2 separate regions of the Triticum aestivum genome follow, and region 2 is linked to region 1. A link is a contact called in public Hi-C data. All regions are on one chromosome and are shown on one strand. The core of a region is the stretch at or near the end of the contact, and the rest is flanking DNA. Distances in the headings are between cores, read along the strand shown.

Region 1 (2,531 bases), core at 9-2,508:
AACTCTATCGATGCTTTACTGGCTCTACTATATGTTAGTCTTCTGTGTGGCATTCCTTCAAATAAATCAATCCTTGATCCCATTAAACTCAGCTCAAGATTCAAGAGTGACACTTCCAAGTAAAGTAGTGACAGTAGTAAATTTAAAAGTCCTATATTTTCAGGCAAGTTTACCAATAAACTTAGCAAGGTGCAAAAGCGAAAATCACAATGTAGCGTGAATATAATCCCCAAGTCTACTACGTGTAGATCTTCTGGGCGGCATCAACCTGAACATCCCCTCTGATATATCAAACCTTGTTCCCATCAAAATCCGATAGGGAGTGACACTTTCAAGCAATTCTATCGGGAGTATTTTTCATGTATTTCTACTAGCGACAGTAAAGTATAGACAGTCAGTTGGTACTAAGTCAGACGATTTTCAGGCATCCCTATCAGTAAATAGCAAGCAGCAAAAGTGAAAACCAAAATGTAGCGTCAATTAAATCCCCATATCTCCAATAGGATCGTCAAATCAAATCGTAAATAGTTCGTGCCCCCTGATTCCACCGGTATATGGGTACCTGGCATTGGAGCGCTCGCCCAGCACACGCTTGCGTTCGGCCTCCTCGCGCGCGACCTCCGCGATGCGGGCGCGCAGCTCCTTGCGCTGCCTCCGCACGACCCCGCGCAGCCGCTCCGCCTCCTCGGCGGCGAGGTCGCGCTCCCTGGCCTCGGCCTCCCTGGCAGCCGCGTCGCCTCCTCCCGCCCCGACGCCCCCCTCCCGCGCCCGCCTGGCCGCGACGCCGTGGACGAGGATGTTCCGGCGCGCCGTGGCGACCGTGCGCTCGGAGCGGACCCGGCGGAGGAGGAAGGACCAGACCGGGAGCATGTTGCCGCGGCAGATCTTGCGCAGCTGCTCGGGCGCGGGCGGCGCGGAGGGGTAGCCCATCTCGTCCTGCAGCCACTCGATGATGGCGTCGGGCGACACGCCGCCGGGGCCGGTGCTGCCGGAGACGGAGGAGGCGGGCATCGCCGGCCGGCGGGTGGGGAAACCCTAGGCGCCCGATCTGACGACGAGGGGTTGGGTCGGCGGTGGGTAGTGGAGGGAGGGAGTGGGAGTGGTTTTTTTGAAACTTTCTCCTGGGCTCTTGTTTGGATCTTTGTGGTGGGGAGGGACGGCGTCACGGCGCCGGCGCGGGACGGCTGTGTTTGGTCGTCGCGGACAGCAAATGGACGAGGCTCCCCGTGACGGCCGTCCGAACTCCGAACAGGGGAGAGGAGAGGGTGGTCCAGTGTTTCGAAATGTTATTCAGACGGACCGTGTTCATAGCGCAAGCAAACTAAGACGGAATAGTCGTTGTCAAAAAAAAAAACTAAGACGGAATAGTCTCTACTCCTAATGTTTCACTTGATGTAGGATTGCCTTCACGGTTTTTTTCGTCTACCATTTTTGTCCGGGTTTTTTTCGTCTCGCCTCCCATCACCACTAGCGCACTGGTTTTTCGGCATCCCACTAAAAATCACCCCGTGCGCTCGATCCTTTTCTTAGGGTTGCCCGCCTCCACCGCCAATGTCTTCCTCCTCCGCCGCCATCTACCGCCTCCGCCGAGATTCGAGCTCCCCCACTTGTGGGCCGGGGCCGCCGCCGCGGAACCCCGGGGCAAGGCAGGGTGTGGCCACGTTGCGAGCAGCGAGGAGCGGCGCAAGGTCGTGCCCTGCATCGAGGAGGAGCTCAGGTATTTTCAACCTCATGTGCGTGCTAGCCTCAGACGCCGATGCCCAGCTAGGGTTCTCACCCGCCGTCGCTTCCCTGTTGCTACCTCGCCACCCGATGCCCTCCACGGACACCACCACCATGATGGCGGAAGGAAGAGCAAGAGGGGGTCGTCGAGGCTGGGTGCCGCTGTGAGGATGTTGGCGCCTGTGCGCGGTGATGGCATTGTGGCGGATGATCATCTTCCCGGGGAGCCACGTGATGGCCGTCGTCTCCACCCACGGTCGCGCCAACAAGACAAGTACGCCGCCGTGCCCTCGACATATTCCCTACTCCTGTGCACGTATGGTCAAGCATGTATAGCTTATCTTGCGCCACACGGCCTTGGCAGATCTCAGTGAGATGGACTCTAGAAATTCCTCTATGAATTTGGAACCTATAAAGGGGATTTAACTTTTAAGAAGCATAGAACGTTGTGCTATTATGCATTGTCGTGATTTGGTCTGGGTGAAGTAATATATTGGGATCTTTGTGGAGGAGAATATATTGCTTCTTCTTATATTGGAACAACTGAGAGGAGCAAGGGTTGTAATATCAACAGCTGATCACGCTCTAGGCTGTGGCGAGAGTTTGTGTATATCTCTTTAGTGTCAACCTCATGTGCGTGCTAGCCACGTTCTGCCGCCGCGGGCACCCTATTTGCTTTGGTATGATCCATGGAAGCACTTAGGTGATGTTCTGGTGATAAAAATGCTACTTAAAATGTTGAAGGTTTGTGATTTCTTACCAAGTTATATGCGGTTCTAACCCAACTGGCATGGTGATGATTTCTTCTC
Region 2 (2,531 bases), core at 16-2,515, 380 kb after region 1:
TTGAATTCTTTGTGATGTGGGTTATTTCCATGTGTTCCATGGATATTGAGCTGCTCGAAGCACGGAAATTTTCTTTGAAGAAATCGAACTAGAACACGGAGAATTTCCATGTTTGAGAATGGACGGTCGGAACAAATAAGTTCTGCAGGGATTGAAGTGCTTGCTTCCTGGGGGGAAAATCCATCCTATGGAGTTAATATTAGTCAGTTGTGAAGATCCAAATAAAAGCACACGATGAAAAAGAAGATGTGTGAAGGAGATCCATCATGGATCAGATTCTTGTACTTGATCCCTGATGATGAGCAGTAGCAGTAGCAGGATCGCTTCTCTCTCCTCTCACCAACCGACTTCACAGGACAAAGCAATCATTCCATCCGATCTGGCCTGAAAGAAAGACACCAGCGCCAGTAGGCCATACAACACACAACACAAACACAGATACATACTGATACAGCCACACACTGCTGCCTGCATCTTTGTTTCATCTCTGACAACAAGCTGACCATGTCCATATCTCTCAGCTCAACGCTAAAACAAAGAAGAAAACGAAGAAAAAGAAAAAAGGAAGTCTCAAATCTGCCTGCCGCTGAGCCCTGGCCATGGATGGCCACAGCAGAAATCTAAATCTGAACAGAGGAGAAGATGGCGCTGACGGTCTGTCTCTTCTACTGGGCAGGGCGCGGCCTCTTGTAGGCCCCCTTGGAGGCGTCGGAGGCAGCGGGGGCGGAGCCGTTGGTGAGGGAGCTGGAGAAGGAGCAGGAGAGGGCGTTGTAGAGGTCGACGACGCGGGCTATGTTGCTGTTGAGCTCGCGGATGAGGGCGACGTTGCGGCTGAGGCCACCGGCCTCGAGCGACTCCTGGTTCTGGGTGATCTCCTGGATCAGAATCCGGTTCTTCTCCAGGATCGCCTGCACCTCGGCGAAGCTCCGCTGCAGCGCCTGCACCGCCCTCCCGTTCGCCGCGCCGTTGCCCATCCCCCCGGCTCCTCCTCCGTTCGGAAGCACCTCCCGGCCGCTGCTGTTCTCCATCCTCCCTGCCCCGCTCGCCCTGATCTAATTCTGCGTGCGGGAGGAAGATGAATATCGAGGAGGGGAGGGGGGTCGTCACGCAGAGAACGAGAGAGCGAGACAAGGCGGACGGAGGAAGGGATTTGGGGGGAATATATCGGGGTCGGGGCAGGGAGAGAGATGTGTGCTACGACCTGATGAGATCCTTCGACGTGGGATGAAGAGCGCTGTAATTTAGGGGGGAAAGTGCCGATATTGCTTTCCTTCGCTTTCCCCCGTGGAGCCCTGGCTTATCTTGGCAATTGTTTCTCGATTTTTTTTGTGGGGCCTCTCCTCCTAACACTCGTTTGGATCTCCATGGCTTGTTTGCCATAGAGTGTTCTCCACAAAGGATAAATGAGGTTGATAATGTGAGGGGGTACCTGCCATGTGTTGCATTGTTCCTCGAGGCAGTGGTGGAGCTATAGCAAGAAATAGGAAAGCAATGAACAATTTTCCATGGCAAGTGCTTATCGTCAGGATCCTTCGTAATTTGCCCAGGCTATCTGGCCGACGTGGCTCCCACATGGAGAAGAAAGAAAGGGGATGACTCAGCGGCAGGCTATCAAGCCAGCGTTACATAATAAGAATAAAGTCAATGTATAAATATACCATTGATTGTCGGTGTCGTTTCCACATATGTTCGCAAGACAACAAAAGAAGGATGGAAGATCGGAGCTAGCAATGGGATGAAAGGGGTGATGAGAGATCAGATCTGACCATGGAACGGAGGAAGAATGAGAGACCGGATCAGATAGCATGAACAATGGTAGAAAGATGCTTGAACATGACCACAAATGTGATGGGGAGAAGGGCGGGCACCTAGATCCAGCCATCGAGAGGATGAATGCATCCTCTGTTCTCGATGGGACCAAATCTAAATGCGGGGATGATATGGAGCCCAGATCTGGCCATTAGTGACTGATTGCGATACTAGATCTTGATACATGGAGGATAAGGAACACGTTGACGATGTTTCACCAACGCAACAAGGCAGGATCGATACTTTGGAGGATGGTCGGCAAAATAGAAGGGAGATGTGATAGCTTGTTAGCCATAATCCTCATCGATAATCTTTTTCTTGTACTTAAACTATGCATTGCCTGTGGTCAAGAAAGGATAAATGAGGTTGATAATGCGAGGGAGGGTTCCCCGCAAAAAAAAGATAACGTGAAGGAGGGTACTTTTCATGTGTTGCATTGTTCCTCGAGGCAGTGGTGAAGCTATAGCAAGAAATAGGAAAGAAGTGAACAATTTTTCACGGCAAGTGCTTATCACCGGGATCCTTCGTAATTTGCCCAGACTATCTGGTCGTCGTGGCTCCCACATGGAGAAGAAAGAAAGGCGATGGCTCAGCGTCAGGCTATCAAGCCAATGTTACATAATAAGAATAAAGTCAATGTATAAATATACCATTGAATGTCGGTGTCGTTTCCACATATGTTCGCAGGACAACAAAGGAAGGATGGAAGATTGGAGTTGGCA

Evidence for each region. Hi-C and Micro-C count contacts between places; a contact is called where the count stands out from the background.
Region 2: a Hi-C map of leaf shows a contact between it and region 1, with 5 times the contacts expected there. The contact joins the promoter of LOC123111885 here to the promoter of LOC123111882 in region 1. A contact is called at or near these places in 2 of 5 Hi-C or Micro-C datasets (leaf and an unstated tissue).

What each region holds. Positions count from the first base shown.
Region 1 is chr5B:365,217,843-365,220,373 of IWGSC CS RefSeq v2.1, forward strand. It overlaps LOC123111882 (AUGMIN subunit 5), which reads right to left and starts at 1,259. Exons shown (of 10, transcript XM_044532758.1): 1 at 563-1,259. The coding sequence starts at 1,011. LOC123111883 (a long non-coding RNA gene) reads left to right here and starts at 1,403. Exons shown (of 5, transcript XR_006454858.1): 1 at 1,403-1,996.
Region 2 is chr5B:365,598,235-365,600,765 of IWGSC CS RefSeq v2.1, forward strand. It overlaps LOC123111885 (protein ELF4-LIKE 3), which reads right to left and starts at 1,266. Exons shown (of 1, transcript XM_044532759.1): 1 at 349-1,266. The coding sequence starts at 1,028. The coding sequence ends at 666.